Regions from separate parts of the Ovis aries genome. Here region 1 is linked to region 2. A link is a contact called in public Hi-C data. All regions are on one chromosome and are shown on one strand. Each heading gives the region's core, a stretch centred on a gene start, on an enhancer-like site or on the middle of the called end of the contact. The rest is flanking DNA. Distances are from core to core; before and after follow the strand shown. Region 1 has its middle 220 kb from the start of TRIB2. Region 2 has its middle 140 kb from the start of TRNAG-GCC.

Region 1 (2,700 bases), core at 105-2,604, 450 kb after region 2:
AGTCGAGTCTGACTATTTGCAACCCCATGGACTATAGAGTCCATGGAATTCTCCAGGCCAGAATACTGGAGTGGGCAGCCTTTCCTTTCTCCAGGGAATCTTCCCAACCCAGGGATGGAACCCAGGGCTCCCAGATTGCAGGCAGATTCTTTACCAGCTGAATCACAAGGGAAGTCCTATTGACACAACATAGCTCATAGAACCTCTTTCACAGATAATGGATACTAAAGTCATTTTTTTTTCTTTCTAATTTCATTCTCTTCCCAGAGCTCCGGGAACAACACAAAGCTGAACTCCTTGAGTGGGGATGCAAATGCTTCTTGGTGGCTATGGGACCTCTCAGCCTGTCGCCACAGGAAATGAGGCGGAGTTCCCGTATCTTGGAGGATATATCTCTTCATGGGAAGAGAAAAATCGCCTCTGTGTATTCCAGCTCCTGGGCTGTTCCACCAGCTATTTTGGGGAAGGGGAAAGCCAGTCTCACAACACTTTCCCCAGAGAAAAGATGCCAATGTCAATGTCAGCCATTAGGAAACGTCATTAAAGCAGATGAGAAATGGGCTGTGGACATTTTTATGAGCCCAGAATACTCTGCTTGGAGATTTTATGGAGACCACAGGAAGCCAGAGAGACAATGACATTCATACCCTTTTTTAGAGTCTGGTGAGGAGCAATTTTTTTGTACTCAACAGAGTGTGTTTTTTTGAAAGGGAAAGTTACTGTTGGGGGCCACGTCCAACTAAGCTTTATTCAGAGAATTTGTTGATCTGTTGGAGATAGATGCTGCAGGCCAAGTAGCTGTGGGCTCAATGCCCAAATCCTTCCAGAATTGCAGAGAAGATTCTTCTCTTTGACTCCGGGCTACTCTGAGAACTAGTCTTTAGAGAAGGCTGTTGTGCTTAAATCTCTGTAGTTGCAACAGCACATCTGTAATCTCTTTATCTCTGTTTTGCCCTTTTTTCACAGGACAAAATGAAGTTCAGAAAGGTTGAGAAACTTGCACAGACATACAAATGGTAACAACGGAGTTGAAGTTTGACTCTGCATTTTCTTCTTTTCCATGTTACTTCTACCCATCCCCAGAGAGGCAGATGTAAAGCCAGGATAGGCAAAAGGCTGCAGAAATAAAACTGCCCTCAAACGAGGTTTCTTGAGTTTTTATTTAGGTCTACCAGCCCAGAATAAATATTTCCCTCTGTAAATCAGGAGTTGTGTTTTTAAGGCACGGATTTGCGTGGCGGAGTATGAGGGAGGTGTGCAGATTCTTGGCAGTGTGCTTTCTGCCTTCACAGTATTGCGATTGTGTCCTTTCCCTGGAGTCCCAGGAGAGGGAAGGGGCAGAGTATCCAGAATGTTCCTGAAATGCAGCGCTGTCTTCTTTATAGTGACATCCTGTGGTCATCACATGTTACTGCAACCTGTGTTGCTTCAGGAGCCAAACATTCTATTTTTATTTTACAGTTTCAGTTTTAAACAGTATTATTTTACTCTTCCATTCATTAGCTGAACTAGAAGTATTTAAGCATCTGGTAAGTGCCAGGCGCTGTGCTAGGCATTTAAGAGTATTAGAATATACTCACCTAAGAACCATGGGAAGACCAAAAACAAACTATTATCACAGCTCATTTCTGATAAATAAAGAACTATAACTCAGTGGAGCATCTGCCATGTAGTGAACCAGGCACTCATTTATTATTCCACTGTGTCTTCACAATGGCCCTACCTGGTGGCTATTCTCATCCGCACCCCAGCTTTGTGGAAACTAAAGTTATGAGAGGTTATTTAAATTATCCAAGTTTAAGGAAGCCTGTAAGTGGTGAGGTTAGATTTTGAAAACTAATTGTTCATTTCTCAAACTGAGCACTACGCTATTATGTGTCCAAGCAGCTGATTGATTCCAAGATGAGCTGACACTTGAGATGGACTTAAATGGCTGTGTTTCTTCCATGAACCCACGAAAAAAAATTCATCAATTTTTATTGGAGAATTGTCGCTTTACAATGTCGTGTTAGTTTCTGCTATACAGCAAAATGAATCATCTATACGTGTGTGTGTGTGTGTGTGTGTGTGTGTGTGTGTGCAGTCGTGTCTGACTCTGCGATCTCATCCATAGACTGTAGCCTGCCAGGCTCCTCTGTCCATGGGATGTCCCAGGCGAGAATATTGGAGTGTGTTGCCATTTCCTCCTACAGGGGATCTTCCTGATCCAGGGATTGAACCCACGTCTCTTGCGTCTCCTGCAGTGGCCGGTGGATTCTTTACCACTGTGCTGCCTGGCAAGCCACATACATATATCCCCTCTTTTAGGATTTCCTTACCATTTATGTTGCCACAGAGCAATGAGTAGAGTTCAGTGAGATACAGTACAGGTCTTCCCTGTAGTCCAAATGGTAGAGTCTGCCTGTGACGCAGGAGACCCAGGTTTGATTCCTGGGTCAAGAAGATTCTCTGGAGACGGGAATGACAATCCAATCCAGTGTTCTTATCTGGAGAATCCCATGGACAGAGGAGACTGGTGGGCTGTCCTCTGTGGGATCACAAAAAGTCGGACATGATTGAGTGACTAAACTACATACAGTAAGGTCCTTGTTAGTTATCTATTCTATAACTAGTATCTATAGTGTATATGCGTCAATCCTAATCTCCCATTCCTCCCGCCCCTCCTTCCCCCTTGATATCCACGTTTGTTCTATACATCTG
Region 2 (2,700 bases), core at 87-2,586:
ACCATTGGCTCCCTAGAGGACTTCAGCCCTCTGCCTACCAGGCGTGCATCTCTCAGTTAGCACCAAGGGGGCTGAAAAATGTTAGGTAATAGAAGCAGGTCCCTCTCACCCCTTCATTCCATAATAAAATGGCTTTTGGAGAGATATTTGCAAGCTCACAGATTGCTGGAGTGCAATGGATTTCAAATTTTTTGATGTCAGAATGCGTTTGCCCTCTTTAGATTCATTAAATTGAATCTCAAAGACTTTCTGCTTGTATGAGTTATATCTATTGATATTTATCATTTTAGAAATTAAAGCTAAGTAAAAATATATATTCATTCATGCAAATGTAACTATAATAAGTCATTTGCATATTGATGTATTTGATAAAATAACTGTTTTTAAAATAAAAGTCATGAGTAGAAAGATACTGTTTTACATTTTGGTAAATGTCTTAACGTCTGCTTTAATATAAGTTGGCTAGATTCTGTTATCTGCTTCTGCCTTCGGTGGATGTGATGAATTGTTTTGACTGCACCACCCGAGGTAAGGTAGCAGAATGAGAGATCACTTTGCGTTCCTTGTGGTTTCAGATTCTACACTGCAACAATAACTTAAGAAACTACCAAGTGTCAAGTCTTAGTGCAGTATCAAAGTTGTGCTCGGGAAACAGTGAGAAGGAACAAGGTCATTGTCATTTCATCTCTGCCATCAGTGAGGTTAATGGAGGTTTGTATGTTACAGGGCTCCCCCTGACCTCTGGACAGTTGAACTAGGCACAGGTGAGGTCAGAACTAAGATGTCTCAAATACAATGAGATGTTAACCTCCATCAACCTCACAGAGAACTACCAGGACAGTTGTCCCTTCTCGGAATCTCCCCTGCCCTGTGCAGAGCAGGGGTTCCTGTTCAGAGGGGGCGGTGGTGGGGGAGAGGAGTGGGCGGATGGTGAGGGAGCCCTGCTGTGAATGACTAAGGCTTGAAGATATAACCCTGAATCAACTCTCACAAAACAGTGTCCTCAAAGTTTCTTAGCCGGCAGTTCCCAGATGGTTCTCAAAAGACATCTGTGAATACTCCTAAATTTTATGCAAAACTTTCCTGGTGCCATTTTAGGGGGAAGAGGGGATTTGTTTTCCACAATTTAAAAAGATCGCCATAACCTCAAGTACTTGAGATGCATAGGAAGAGATGTAGGAGACTTGGAAATAAATGAAACCTTAGTCTGTAGAACCACTTTCCCAACTTGGCAAAACCACGTGTAAATCTGAAAAGCAATTTCTTAATTTCACATCCTAGGCTGAAGCGAACTCAGTTACTTATTAACTGTGTGACTTCAGCCAGTTACTCAACCTCTCTGTTTCCTGTCTTGTAATCGCACCAACTTAGATTTTTGAGGGGGAGGGAGGAGAGTGAGGTTTGAAGTAAAATAATCTATACAAATGTCTAGCACATAGTAGGCAGTCTCATATCACGGGGAACTATTTTTGCTATTCTTATTACTGATATGCTGAGGGTACCCGGGGAACAGAGAGAGATTTTCTGACTGAGTTTTTTTTGGCAACAATATTTAGAGAGAAAACACTGTCTGGCTGGAGGCCTCTGTCTCCGTGTGTTCTGGTAGTGTTGTTTTTGGCTGTTCCTGGCTGGTGTCTGTCTTTACCTTGAACTGCCCCAAGATTAGAATTTCTTGTAAATAGTGACTTAGTTATTCATCTACATCCTTTTCCAGGGCTGGGCTGCTTCAGGAACGGGGCCTTACGCCTCCTGCCGCTGCTTCTCTGGGGACTGGAGTGAACGTGTGTGATCGCTGTCTTAAAGGGCACTACCTCTAGCACCCTGTGGAGGAGGGCAGAAGGGCCCACAGGTTCCAGGTCCCCCCACTCAGCACACCTGCCTACTCCCAGGGGCCTCGTGCAGGGACCTGAGTGGGCTCCACGCAGGCGATTTCGGGCAAGGCTGAGCAGTCTGAGGGAAGTATGTTAGAGAAAGAAGCCAAGGGGTCCGCTGGAAGAGTGTTAGCAAGCAAACTGAGGGACTAGCCACACATAAAAGGGAATTTCCGTCTGACTCATCACAGGTCAGGGTGGATTCTTCTGCTTGGAAATTCTGCAGCCAAGTTCAGAGCTTAGGCGAGTCCTTCACCCCTAGAGATTCCCACTCGCCCTCAGAGCTGATGTCCTCTCCTTCCAGAGGCCTTACCTGACTCCTCAGATAAAGGGAGATGTTTCTTCCTCTGTAGATTGAAGTGAAAATAAGCTCCCACCCCCGCCACCTCTCATAGCAGCTGATTCCATGTTTCTCCTCTTTTAGAACCAGACCCTGTGCCCCTCGGATTCCTCATCTTCAAAGCCGAGAATCCGTTGGACGGTGATGAGAGAGACCAGGCAGAGAAGGAGGGAGGGCTAGGGGGCAGGGAAGTGGGGAGGAAACCTGTCCTGGTTCTGAAGAAAGACGTGCATTCTCTTCCATCTCCGCTACGCACTTCAGGTAAAACCGGAAGCAAAATTGTTGACCTTCTCAAGGATTCAGCTTTCCGAATTGGGAGAGGTTGAGAGAGAGGAGTCGGGGCTGGGGGTATGCTCCTTGTCTTGCAGGATTCTTGATCAAATAAGATGTATCCGTCAAAATGAAAGGAGATGGGATTGAGGTACTTAGGATGCAGATTCCACTGAAGAAATACTGTGTTCTACCTTCCAGAATTCTATTGTTCGATAG

Evidence for each region. A called contact is a pair of places that touch in the nucleus more often than the background predicts.
Region 1: a Hi-C map of liver shows a contact between it and region 2, with 4 times the contacts expected there. The contact joins two enhancer-like sites. A contact is called at or near these places in 2 of 16 Hi-C or Micro-C datasets (liver and mixed tissues).

Annotation. Positions count from the first base shown.
Region 1 is chr3:21,770,492-21,773,191 of ARS-UI_Ramb_v3.0, forward strand. No RefSeq gene overlaps it. Among named protein-coding and RNA genes, the nearest start is that of TRIB2, 220 kb to the left of the region's middle. Within about 2 kb of position 1,355, at least 3 of the 54 cell types and tissues checked have an H3K27ac peak or open chromatin away from gene starts, as enhancers often do. A contact at or near this core is called in liver, where this site is marked.
Region 2 is chr3:21,317,930-21,320,629 of ARS-UI_Ramb_v3.0, forward strand. No RefSeq gene overlaps it. Among named protein-coding and RNA genes, the nearest start is that of TRNAG-GCC, 140 kb to the right of the region's middle. Within about 2 kb of position 1,337, at least 10 of the 54 cell types and tissues checked have an H3K27ac peak or open chromatin away from gene starts, as enhancers often do. A contact at or near this core is called in liver, where this site is marked.